Regions from separate parts of the Rattus norvegicus genome. Here region 1 is linked to region 2. The links are chromatin contacts, called in public Hi-C maps. All regions are on one chromosome and are shown on one strand. Each heading gives the region's core, a stretch centred on a gene start, on an enhancer-like site or on the middle of the called end of the contact. The rest is flanking DNA. Distances are from core to core; before and after follow the strand shown. Region 1 holds the start of Neto2 (neuropilin and tolloid like 2). Region 2 holds the start of Phkb (phosphorylase kinase regulatory subunit beta).

What was found. A called contact is a pair of places that touch in the nucleus more often than the background predicts.
Region 1: a contact with region 2 is called in a Hi-C map of Schwann cells, with 6 times the contacts expected there. The contact joins the promoter of Neto2 here to the promoter of Phkb in region 2. A contact is called at or near these places in 2 of 12 Hi-C or Micro-C datasets (Schwann cells and mammary epithelial cells) and 1 of 1 datasets of contacts at active chromatin or transcription factors (oligodendrocytes).

Annotation. Positions count from the first base shown.
Region 1 is chr19:37,513,723-37,520,563 of GRCr8, forward strand. Neto2 (neuropilin and tolloid like 2) reads left to right here and starts at 3,833. Exons shown (of 9, transcript NM_001107417.3): 1 at 3,833-4,119. The coding sequence starts at 4,086.
Region 2 is chr19:37,379,959-37,386,845 of GRCr8, forward strand. It overlaps Phkb (phosphorylase kinase regulatory subunit beta), which reads right to left and starts at 3,919. Exons shown (of 31, transcript NM_001414932.1): 1 at 3,804-3,919. The coding sequence starts at 3,879. It overlaps Itfg1 (integrin alpha FG-GAP repeat containing 1), which reads left to right and starts at 4,024. Exons shown (of 18, transcript NM_133557.2): 1 at 4,024-4,371; 2 at 5,942-6,014. The coding sequence starts at 4,167.

The sequences.
Region 1 (6,841 bases), core at 2,583-5,082, 130 kb after region 2:
GGAAGCAAGTTTTACTGGTAGTTTTACCAAAAGAACTAGTTTTGTTCCCCTAGCTGTTCTTCAGTGCCGTTAACAGATTCGTGTAGCTTATGATCTGAAGTGTATGCCACCAAGCTGTAAATTTGTATGTTAGAACCATAACATCTCCTATGGCTGTATTTGAGGACAGGGACTCTAAAGAACTATTTATTATTAAATAAGATCATACGGTTATCCCTTAACTAATTAACTGGTGTCCTTATAAGCAGAGACAGAGACAGGAGGAATATAGAATAAAACCCCACCTGGAGGATGAGTCTTGGAGGCAGGAGCATGCCCATGATAAAAGCCAAGCTTTCTAGCCTTTCTCGAAGCCTACCAACCACCTTGACACCCATGGCGTGGGATCTTAGCTACCCAAAGCGTTTTAAAGCATATGTGATTCTCCCCTTCTTTCCCTAAACCTCTTTGTACCATAGCTGTGAAATCTTCTCTCAGTGAGATCCTACATCATTTTAGTTTTTCACCAAATTACATCATTTCAACAGCAGGGCCGTTTGAGACACATGTATTATTAATACAAATAGACTTTCTGTACCTCAGAGTTTGGTAAGTTATGAATCTCTTTGTCTTCCCTAATTGTGTCTCTGTGTCAGTCGGCTTGGTCTGCCACAAAATACTGTAGACTAAGTCGTGGCTTAAACAGTGGCCTGCATTCTCTCACAGAGCTGGAAGCAGGAGTCCCAGATCAAAGCACTGGCCAATTCGGCTTATGAGGATTCTCTTTCTGCCTTGTCCTCACATGGCCTTTCCTTGGTGACAGTGTGATGAGAAAAAGTGTCCCTCCTCTTTCAGGGATCCCCATTTCACCCATTCAGAGTCCTGCCTTTACCACCGCAATCAACCCTCACTATTTATCGAGTTCCCCATCATGAAACACATCCACACTTCAGGTTAGGGTTTTAACTTTTGAGTTTTAGGAAGCATAATCATTCCTTCACTAACTGTCTCTACCATAGCAACCTCCGTTGGCAGACAGTTAATAAGCTGTGAGAACTCCCAAACTACACACAAAGAAACAACAAAATCCACCAAGTACACGAACGTTCAGAGAAAATGCAACCTCCTGAGGGCTGGGTTTATAAGCATTTTCCAACATGACTATTAATTTTTAATGATTCATTAGTAAGTCAGTCATAACATTAGTGAGTTAATGGTATATCCCTCTTTTGTTTGGTTGGGTTTTTGTTTTGTTTTGTTTTGTTTTGTGGTTGCTGTTGGTAGTTTTTTGCTGTTTGTGTGTGTGTGTGTTTGTTTGTTTGTTTGTTTGTTTGTTTGTTTTGCAAGGTCTTTATAGCCTTGGCTGGCCTGAAACTCACTATGTAGACCAGGCTGACCTGAAATCACAGAAATCCACCTGCCTCTGCTGGGATTAAAGGTGTGTTCCACCAAGCACAGCCTTAGACAACACTATTAAAATGTTACATGTGACTCGGTAAAAGGATAGCAAATTCTGACCATCAGAATAATCCTGTGAGAATCTAGATAGACTGTGTATATGTCTAAGACTGGCAGTGATACTGCCAAACCAAGAGTACTCGGGTAATGTGGGAGCAGACTGGCTGCTACTGGATGTTCTTCCCAGGAAATAATAACTCAGTATAGAGAAGACAAATGCTCTCCTTTTGATTTAGCTAACACAGGGCAACAAGGTAGTCTCCCCATCACCTATGTTACTCCGTTCCTTGAAAAATTTACTCCAATTCATCTAAAAGACAGGTGTCTTTTTTTTTTCTTTTTTTTGGAGCTGGGGACCAAACCCAGGGCCTTGTGCTCCATAAGCAAGCGCTCTACCGCTGAGCTAAATCCCCAACCCCAAAAACAGGTGTCTTAAGGCAGAGAGAGGAGAGTCCCAAATTAGTATTCTCAACTGAAGTGTACTCCCAAGCCACCAGACAGAAGTCTTTCGAGATTCTATCAATGATCCTATCAGCATAAACTACAAACCTAAGTGGGTACTAGGCATCTACTTTTTGAATTACCATGGTTTCTCTAATCTATCCCTTTCTACCCCTTCAACTCAACCACCAGATTAATCCTCACAGAACTCCACATTCAAGCAAGTCCAGTCAACCCTCTGAATCGGGACAATTCAGCATCCAAGGGTTCAACCAATGTTGGGACGAGCAAACTTCTCTAAGTATCTGTATTGAATATGTGCAGAGTTTCCCCCACCGTATTCCCTGACCGATACTGTATAGTTGCTATTTACATATTCTTTACCTTGTAGTTAGTCTAGAGGAGGCTGAAAGCCCACAGGAGGATCTCCCCTGGGGAGAAGGCTCAGCGGTTAAGAGCACTGACTGCTCTTCCTATAGGTCCTGAGTTCAATTCCCAGCAACCACATGGTGGCTCACAACCATCTGTAATGGGATCTGATGTCCTCTTCAGGTGTGTCTGAAGACAGCAACAGTATACTCATATATATATGAGTACATATATATATATATATATATATATATATATATATATATATGGAGAGATGAGTGCATGCCCCCATTATCTTTAATAATTACTGATAATAACAGTTGTCCCAAATTCAGTGTCCAATCGTATCTACATCCCTCCATTGCCTTCCAAACCTTTCCCATCCTCTTTCTCCCCCTTCTCACGGAGCATTCTCTGATGACATCATACAGGCTGATTTTGTTTTCCTCGGTCAACAACTATGGATTGTTGATCTAGAACCTCAAAGGGCTTACCAATTTCTTTATCCACTATTGGTCAGGACTTAGCCTGAATTATTACTTGCCTCATTCTAAAATGCCTCATTCATTAGTTCTTGTGTGCAATTTTAATTTAACTGCAGGTGATCGTCTTGGAAACCCCAAATCACATATCTTTCATAACCACTGAAAGCACACAGCAAACGGCTAAACAACTTTATGCTAATTGATGTTAATTCTTTTATTTATAAACCTGTGAATTACTTATACTTCTGTGCCTTTCTTGGCGCGATCCAAGCAAAGAAAGAACGTGACACCCTTGAAATATTTTGTTCAGTTGTTGGACATTCTAACTTAGCTATAATTTGCTAGATAAACATTTATATATCAGATCTATGACGGTAGGGTCTTAATATGGCTAGTCCCCCCCAACACCAGTCATTGTTATATGTACATAACTCAAACCAATAAATATACGATGTGTGAAATACTGACTGTAGCCCGGCTGCATTCAAGTCCTTTCTATTTTAACAGGATGGAGCTTAGGAAGCTCTGGCAGCAAGGCGATTTCAAAGCACAAGTGCTGAAGGAAAACTGATGATGCACAAACTATACAGTTGTTAAGACTCGTGGAATTCCTTTGCACTGTTGTTCAGCAGTCCATCTGTAGGGCTGTGCTTAGGGGTGGCCTTGGGGAGACCCACGCTTTGGATTCAGTCGCGCCTCTCGCCTTTGCAGCTAGGACAAAGTTTCACTTCTCTGGCTGGCGTGGAGCTCCCAGCCCACTGTGGTGGGGACTAGAAGAGATGATTCCTCAAGCAGCGCTGTGCCTGGCAACTGTTGGGGAAGATTCAGTAAGCGCAGCCCTTACTGCTGGCCCGGTGGGATCTCCCCTCCACCGAGATCAGCGAGGCTGAGCAGACGTTTTCAAGCAACTGAGCTCGAGTTGCTCCGAGCGGGGAGCTGGAAAGACAGAAGCGGGGGCCCCCGAGGCTTCGAGAAGACCCCGGCAGGGAGGGGTCGGCTGCGCGCGAGGTCCGCCGGGCGAGTGGCGGGCGGGGCACGCGGGCGGGCGGGGCTGCGCGTGCGCAGTGGCCCCGCGGCCGGCACGCGGCGCTGCGCTCGCTGCTTAAATGAGCCGGGGCTCCCGGCGCGCGCCACTTCAAGGGAGCCCGCCGCAGGAGCGGCCACCGCCGGCTTTCCTCAGCGCGCCGGGAGGCGGCGGCCGTCGGGGACCGGACGCGGCGAGCTGAGGCGCTGCGCTCGCTGCAGGGGAGCGGCGGCGGCCGGCGATGGGGACCGAACGGAGCTACCGTGCCGGGCCGTGACCGCCGCGCCGCCGCCGCCTCGGGCGCTCTCGGAGCGCCGACGCTGAGGAACATGGCCCTGGAGCAGCTCTGCGCGGTCCTCAAAGGTAAGCGCGGGTGCGGATAGCGCCCCCTTGCGGGCCAGGCCACGCTCCGCTCCGCCGCCGCCTTCGCGCCCTTTGTCTGGTCCAGGCCGCCGGTCGCCGCCGCCGCGAGCCCGCTCTAAGGAGAGCGGAGGCCGGGGGACGCCGGCGACCCCGCGCCTTGCAAAGTGTGCGAGGCGAAGCCCGTGGCCCCCGGTTGCCGCCTCGGAAAGTGATTGCACACCGACCACAAAGCCCCAACTCCGACGCGCCGCAGCGGCTTCCGTGAAGCCCCGCGACGCCCGTGGGTCCCACCTGCTGCGGCCGGGAGGCTGCGGCACCACTGCGGGCTCCGGGCTGCGCGGCGGCCCGCACGCGCCCCAGGCGCCCCGCACCGCCTTCCCGGGATCGCCGAATCCTGCTGCCTTGTGGGTCCTGTGCGGAGGATGCACCGGTCGGTAGCGGCCGGCGAACCGACAGCACCGAGCTCCTAAAGCTACTCAGAGGCCAAGTCTCCGCGGAGGTCCAGTTCCAGATAAATATTTCTAGATGGTTTACATAGAGAGGCAAAGTTTATTCCAGAACTCGTCCTGGATTGATCCTTTCATAGATCTCAGGGAAAAAAGCACCGCCATTCAGTAAATGACTTCCTTTTCCCCTAATGATTTAATTGCAAATGAATAGTATCTGAATGGTTTTTTTTAAACCTCTTATATTGAGAATGACCGTTAGACAGTGTTAATGCTGGCACTAGCTCTGAATCAATATTTGCACAATTACAAATGTTGATGTTTTCCTAGTCTGTGTTAATAGCTTATTTTCAAATTTGTTTTATTAGAAAGTTCAGTGGAACTTTTCGTTGTTCTTGAGCTAATGACGTTTTAGACAAACTTCATAATTGGACAGATATTCATAAATTACTAATTGACGTTACAGCCATTTAATTTAAATATTTACCAATCCAACTATATGTATATCAATACTTGTATGTTCAAATTGTGCCAAGATAGCCAATAACCTTCTAGCCAGTGAAGATTTCAGTTAATCCCTAAATTCTTAATAATTCTTTTATTATATAAAAACAAATCCAAAATTCTGTAGTTACTTGTAACTCCTGATTTATATAGTTATTTCCTTGGAAATTAATATCTCGTTTCACTCTTTAATAATAAGTGAACCACATCCACAAATGGATTTCTGCTGCTTAGAGGAATTTTCTTTATTCTGGTTATGAACGCACCTTAGCGGGGTTGCCATCCTCATAATGACACGTCCATATGAGAGTAGTGTCCCGCAACAATCAGTTGGATCCGTTACACAGCTTTACCAGCAGAACTCAAGGGAAACTGAACTGGGGAAGGCAATCTTCTTAGGTACTCAAGGAATTGCAGCTCGGTGCCTTTTCAGTGGGTACACACTGCCCTCTCTGGCCAAGGTGGGTTATTGCGCCTCTCCAGAAAAGATTCCGTGATGACGACTAACTCCAGTGAAAACAGTGTAGTATCTGGCTTTTATTATTTTACTTCAAATATTATTCAACCTGAACTATTTTTACATGCTGAAGTATTTCTACGGCTCGAGATAAATCGTGAAGTTATGGGCTTGCTAGGAAGAGAACAATCTTAATTCTTCTATACTGTGCTTTGTACGCATGAGAATTTGGTATAGTGAGACTAAAAGAAAAAAAAAAAAGATTGAACCTGAGAAGGCATTCTGGAGGTTGAAAGAAAAAAGGATAGCCTTGGTTTTACTGCACATATTGAATCATTTGCTTTTCAAATCAAATGCATATATTTCCTATATAAAACAATATTATTAAAAATGTTCCTTAAGGGGTTGGGGATTTAGCTCAGTGGTAGAGCGCTTGCCTAGCAACGGCAAGGCCCTGGGTTCGGTCCCCAGCTCCGAAAAAAAAAAAAATGTTCCTTAAGACAACTACGCTTTTTCAGTGCTTCTATTTATTTGTGTTCCAAGGCTTGAAAAAACATCCTTCAAGTGTCTTATAAGGGAATTTTTCCACATCAAGAGGATCTTCTCTTGAGTAGCCATTTAATACTTGTATAATTACAGATGCTACTTACTCAAATCCTTGTTTTAAAATATAATGGTCAGTTTCCAGTTAAATACCAGAAATGACTGTGAGGTTTTGAGTGGAAAGTAATGTTTTAAATGATGGTTTTGTGTGTGTGTGTGTGTGCGTGTGTGTGTGTGTGTGTGTGTGTGTGTGTGTGTGTGGTGTGAGAGAGAGAGAGAGAGAGAGAGAGAGAGAGAGAGAGAGAGCGCGCACACATGCAACAGCATACATGTGGAGGTCAAAACATGGAAGGTTGGTCTTGGGGATTGAACTCAGATTGTCAGATTTGACAGCAAATGTATTTATCAACTAAGACATCTTGCCAGCCCCTAATTGTACTTTTTAAAGATGCCACTGTTCTTTGTCGACTTTGCAGCAAGTAGGACAAGTGCGTCATTCTGTTAGGTTATTCAAGTCTTTCTAATAGTAGTGAACATGTATACCTCACTCCTGCTATCACCACTCCAGGTATACAGAATGTGAGCCAAGCTTCTGTCTATGGTAGCATTATAATCCTATGAAAATCTTGCATTGGAATTGTGAACCAACTGTTTTTTTTTTCTCAAATAACTGTGCATTAGCTCCCAAAAATCCTATTAAACCCATTGATATTCAAAGCTGTATAATCTGAGGTTAAGTTTATGACATAAAATAGCTTAACTCTTCCTTAGC
Region 2 (6,887 bases), core at 2,669-5,168:
ACAGTAAGACCCTTGCTGGAGGACAGGGCAGGGATCAATGAAAAGCTGACTCTTTCAAAAGATGACAAGACTGACAAACCCTTGCTTAACAGGAAGACAGAAAACAATCCAAATTAAGAAAATTATAGAAACATGGAGACATCACAACAAACGACAATGAAACTCATAAAACCATAAGGAAATGCCTTAAATCTCTATATTCCAAGAAATCTAAAGAAATGAATAAATTTCTGTATACACACAAATCACTAAAATTAGACCCAATAAATTGAAATAAATAATGTAAACACATCTATAGCCAATGAGTTTAAAGCAATAAGGTAGCTCCCGAAGGGAAGGGGGGAACAAAACAGAATCTGATTAATTCACTGCAGAGTTCGCTCAGACTTTCAAAGAAAACCAATACTATTCAAACTATTTCACAAAATAAAAAAGGTAAGAATGCCTCCAAACTCTTTCTAGGAAGTCACTAATACCCTGATATCAAGCCAGAATATTACAAACCAATCTCCCAGATGAACAAAGATGCAAAGAGGCAATCGAAGCCCTAGAAGTCCCCTCAACTAAAGCTACCTGATTTTTCACTAAAAGCCAAAAATCTACATTAGACAAAAGACTGCGTCTTGAACAAATGATGGTTAGGAAACCTGGACATTACCATGTAGATCAAAGAAGCTAGATTCCTATATCTCACCCAGCACAAAACTAGATTCCCAATCTATTAAAGACTTCAACAGAAGACCCAATATCACAGAACTGCTAGACAAAAAAAGCACCAAGTCCATTGCAACATATGGATAGGAGTTTCCAGAATAAAAGAGGAAATAATACCAACAGTGGTCCAATAGGCTCTCATCAAATTAAAAGGCTTTCTGTACAACCAAAGAAACAGTTACGTGAAGAAAATACTAACTAGAATGTACAAAAACTTAAAACACTAAACTCAAAAAAAAAATTAAAACATAGGCTAAGGAACTAAAACAAGAATAGAGCTCTTAAAAGAAGAATTACAAATGACTAAGAAACACTTTAAGGAGGCATCAACAACCTTGGAAATCAGAGAGATGTGGACTAAAACCACTCTGAGATTCCATTACACCCCAGTTAGAACGAACATCATCAAGATTACAAATGACAAAAAAAAAGGGGGGGGGGAACTGTTATAAATTACTAATGGGGGTGTAAACTAATAAAAGCACTTTGGAAATAGGGCTTAAGGACTGTCGAAAACCTAAGAATAAGCATACCATCTGGGCGAGTACCCGGAGGAATTTATACCATATTACAGACATTTGCATATTCATGTATACTACAGCTCAATTTACAATACCTAGCAAATGAACAAAAATCATTTAAAAATCAACCAGTCAGGTCCATTTGACACTTGCAGTTCCCAAGCACTAAGGACAGCTTCTGGTCAAATATCTTGCCACTGTTAGGACTGGGCCTCCACCCTTTGCTTTCCTTGGGTACCGCAAGACATATCCAAAACACAATGGAAACAAGCTAACAGTAACTGAAATGGTGCACACAGTTGAGTCCACCAAAGGGGAAATAAAACAAACCAAAAATACCATATAATAGTGACATTACTCTTGGAAAACAACAAATATAAAATTATCAGTTGACCCTTTGGGGGTCTTATACACTTACCAGACCTTAACAAAGCAGGTGAAGAGAAGGATGCATCAGGTGAGTTGGCCATTTCAAACTGGTGATTCTTATCAAAAGCCTTGCAGGCTAAGCTACACCAATTTTAGAACTGTTTAGTGAAGGTTAGAAGCAATCAGCATTAGATTAATGTTTGAGCAGTTATTAGCATGATGCAATGTGCAAAAGACAATTAAAGACCATTATATCATTTTAGCTTGTCTTTTATGACTCGAGAATTTGATTTCCTTTATTTGGCAAATTAAGTTTGCATACATGAATAGACAGAAACATAACATCCACTTACTAAGAAACATTTAATTAATAGCATCCTTTATTGTTCGGTAAAGTTGTTATGCTACTATGTAACAATGCTTAGAAACCCAAAGAGCAGTCTGTCCCAGAAGCAGATTAATTCATGTTTCAAACAAGACTGTTTCTATATTCTTCTAAAAGTTGTAAACAGAATCCAATTAATTCTCTGTGACAAGCAGGAAGTTAATGATATGGCTCAAGGTTTACCATCTGTATTTTTCAGAGTCAAAAAAACTAGAAACTGCAAGCATAACTACTAATTTTAAAGATTTGCCTCAACTACTATCCTTTTGGTTTTTTTTTTTTTAATCTATCTAAATTTTACTCTTATCATGTAACCATACGGCAACATTTGGATAGTATCTTGGAACCACTGCGGCTGACACTGCATTCAAAAATAGTAAAATAAGACAGAATTTACCCTATTAAGAAATGTAAGGTTTTCAAAGCCTGCTGCTGTAACATGTATTTGAGGAAAACAAAGACTTGAAGGGAAAAACAGACTCTATAGGATTACTAAAAGAACTGCATTGCATGGGGTTGGGGATTTAGCTCAGTGGTAGAGCGCTTGCCTAGGAAGCGCAAGGCCCTGGGTTCGGTCCCCAGCTCCGGAAAAAAAAAAAGAACCAAAAAAAAAAAAAAAAAAAAAAAAGAACTGCATTGCAAAAATACATGCTGGGGGGTGGGGGGTTGTTTAAGTCCCTGGCAGAACCTACTTATTCTCTTTGCCCAGAACAACCTAATAACACTTTCTATAGTCCCACAGAAACATAGTAACCAACTCAATATTTCTATACGACAAAAAAAAAAAAAAAAATACAAGCAACAAATAACTCCAAAACTGTTTCAAAAAAATTGTACTGACTCTAAACTTGAGTCAACTGCTTTTTGAAAATTTCTCTTACTTTTCATGTGATTGTTCCACTACAACCCTAAGTATTAAGTAAATAAACACACACACAAAAATTAAGATTTAGAGCGGAATGAAAATGGTAATACTTTAACAAATACAGTACTTCCTACGATCCTTCCTCAATCTTTGACAAGAGAAAGGTCTTGTTAGAAGATTTCTCATTCCACCACCTCTTGTGTTTAAGGACAAACTTTTTGCTCAAGATTATGTCCAGTTTCAAAAGTGGCCGTTTCAATGCTGGCTATCCGGGGAGTAGTTAACCAGGAGTACTAACTTTTAAAACGCCAGTGTGACTTTGCAATTTGAACAAGTCAGTTCAGGACACTCGGACTGTTGGCATCTCTGACCTCCGTGGTTGGGAACCACAACTGGGAACTAGAGGTGCTGGGACCACTTGGCTGGAGAAGAGGCCAATTTCCTTCTGAACAGTAACTGTGCACTAACTTAACTTGTGGCATAAACAGTCTTCCTCAATTTCTCACACAGAACTAGCTGCAGCTAAAAATTACTGAGGAAAAGTGAAGGGAACATATAAAACATGAGTAGTCGCCAGCTCCTCAGGACCTCGCTAAAAATAAAGGTCTACGTTTTTCAGAGTAAGACAGTTCAGGTTCCAAAGAACTTGTCACTAGATGACTTACTGGGGTAAGTTTATGGAGAAGTCAGCTTGCCACTAACTTTGGAGAGAAAATAACTTAGGAGAGAAACACAGAAGTCTTCTAAACAAGGGAAGTGCAGGGGGTGGGGAACGGGGACCAAGAGGGACAAGACCAGGGCAGCAAGGGACACCTGCTTTATGAAGACAACTTAAGGACACAAGTTGATCCCCAGGATAGATCCCACCTGCCTCCCTCCAGGGGACTTGCAGAAGAGCACCACCCCCTGTACCCAGCAGGAGGAAAGTTGTTGTCACAGGCAGTCAAACCTGAGCGCTTGGCCCGGGCTCGTCGTTCCAAGAGCTTCCAGCTTACTTCAGACATGAGTCCCTCTTCCCCCGCCATTGCACAGTGCCCACCACCCCGGCTGCCAGTCAGCACGGCCGGCCCGGCCCCGCCCCCTCGCGCGACACTGTCGGGAGGCAAGCCAGCCGGAAGTGAGCTCTCTCAGGCAGACGTCGCCCTAACTCCTTGGTCTCTGGGTCGTCGGAGAAACAGCCCCAGGGCAGCGTGAGAATACAACGAGGGGCTGCCCGTAAGCTCGCACCCCGAGTCTTTTCTCGGTCGGCCGGTTGCACGGTGCTTTGCGGCTGCCGTCAAGCGCGGCGGAGGCCGGCCGGGCCGAAGGCGCCATGGCGGCAGGCCTGCTGCCTAGCGCCAGGGCGGTGCTGGCGCTGCTGTTCTTGGGACTCGCGCTGCTGAGCGTTGGGCCTGCTCCGGCACAGGCTCTACACAATGTCACGGCCGAGCTCTTTGGGGGTGAGGCCTGGGGCACCCTGGCGGCCTTCGGTGACCTCAACTCCGACAAACAGACGGACCTCTTCGTGCTGCGGGAAAGTCAGTGCTTGCCGCCCCTCCTTTCTGTTTGCCCCTCCCGGTGTCCCCACGCCCCCTTCTTCCTGTTACCCTCCCTCTAGCATTTCCCACTCTTCTGGCTTTCCCTTTATCTTCAGTACCATGACAGCGTTCCCCTGTGTTTAATCAACCCTGGGTCTTGACCCAGTAACCCCGCGGTTTGACCATCAGCCCAACTCTTAAAAACACATCAACTTCTCTTCTAGAAACCTCTATAAACACCTGCCTGCCAAAATTCTTCCAGATTCCTAAGAACCTTGGTTTCTGGCATCTGTGTTTGCTTTCCCGTCTTTCTTCCAATGTTCCGGCCCCTTGATCAGGAACGATGCAACTTGACAGTTTCTTATGAGAGATGCACTGCCTCTCTCCCATTTACTCAACTCCTCTGCCCTTCCTTTTCTCAGTCTTTAAAGGTACTGTGCCCTCCTAAGGCCCCAAATTCTCCACAACTCACACAAGCACCTGTTGTTAACGACTGATAAATGCAATGCCTCCTTGCCCATACATTCTCGAACTACTGACCTCTCCAGTGTGAGGTGTCTGGACTTTAGTGTACATCTGGCCCTTCCTCATTGCTCCTGTCGTCCCCATCATTTTATCACTGCAGTCTTGCACATCTCTTTTTGACGACTTGCCATTGAAGTTCATTAACCACGTTAAACCTTTTTTTTTAAAAAAAAAAAAATCTGATGCTGACAAAGTCTTCAGTAGGTGTCTATGGACCAAGGCCATGAGCTGAGTGACAACATCCTGACGAGGTCTTCTGAGGGCCCTGTCTGGTTCCTGGGAACCCCTCTAAAGACCTGTATGGTTTTCCCTCTGTTTGAATGAATACCCTTATTGCAAGACTACTCTAAGCCTATAGCTAATTATCCAAACTGGATACAGAGACTCTCCTTAACTTTGAAGATATCCTGTGTTTGGTTAAGCATTTTTGAAAATCTGTCCCAGTGAGCATTAGTTGAATTCCACGGACCCATCCACGTGGAAAACAGAGCTACAGCAAGCAAAGGGGGAAAGTTTGGAGGGCTCTGCTTCTGCTTATCTGTTGAATTATATCCTTGTCACTTGTGAGTAGACATTGTAGTAGGAATTCCTGCATCATTGGTGTGACGATCTGTATAATGAAATATATAGCTTCATATATGGGAGACCTGATTGGTTGTGGAGAACACAAGACTTAAAAGTAGCACAGTATAAATAAGGGAGTGTGTGTGTGTGTGTGTGTGTACGTGTGTCTTCTGTATTGCTGCAGATCAAACCTGGGTTTTGTACTCACAATAGAATAGTATAGTTTAGAGTGTATTCATTATATGGATGGTTGTTTTAAATTATGCTCTCTGCCCCTTAATGGAATCCCATGGGGTTACACTGCCTCGTACAAGTGTGCTTTCCCATACTTTTCTTTTCCCATGTTCCATTTGATTTGGATGAGTGTTCTTGGCAATGCTGTCTGACTAAATTCAAATAAAAACTTTCTTATAGAAACAGTACCTAGGAAGTTTTTAAGCACTGACTATTTTTTTTAAAATCATTTATTTGTTTCTTTTAGGAAATGACTTAATCGTCTTTTTGGCAGATCAGAGTGCACCCTATTTTAAACCCAAGGTAAAGGTGTCCTTGAAGTAAGTATAATATCCTTATTATGTTATGAATGTGCAGTAGCATGGGTTGTATTTGAAGTCAGTCATGTTCAGCTGTGGTTTGTGACACAAAATTCCTAGTTCTGAGGTCTGAGTAATAAACAATTTTTTAAGCCTAAATAAATTAGTTAAACATGGTGAGGATTGGTAAGATGGCACTTACCTCCACGTGTGATCACTAAGCTGGACTCCCAGAAATCTCATGGTGGAAGAAGAAAACTGACTCCAATAAACTGTCCTCTTACCTCCATTTATACACAATGGCGTCATCAGCATGTACTCGCATACATACACATACACACACACACAATACTAACATACAAATAAATAAAATATAATTTTATAAAGGGAAACATTGAAAATGAAATTTAAAAATACCCCCCTTACAAACATAAATTTTGGTGGTCCAGGTCTGTTCTATGTGAACACCCTACAGCCCCTTGCAATCTTATATGCTCTCTTGAATATGCTACGTCTCGTCCTGACTGTTCCTGTGGAAGCAGATCACTCATAGAAATCTCATCGTCTTGAAGGTGTTTTACATGTGAAGGATAGGTCAATGGCCTCTGTCCTCTTTGTTTTCTCTTTGGATCAAATGATGAGTTTTAAATACTGATCTTGACAGAATTGAAATCAAGCTGCTTTATTTAGGCTTTCACTGCTGTGAAGAGACACTGTGACCATGGCCTCTCTTATAAAGGACACACGTAGTTGTGGCTGGCTTACAGTTTTGAAGTTAAGTCCATTATCATCATAGCTGGGAGCATGGCAGCATGCAGGCAGACATGGTGCTGGAGGAGCTGAGAGTTCTACATCTTGATCCCCAGGCATCAGAAGGAATATGTGAGCCACACT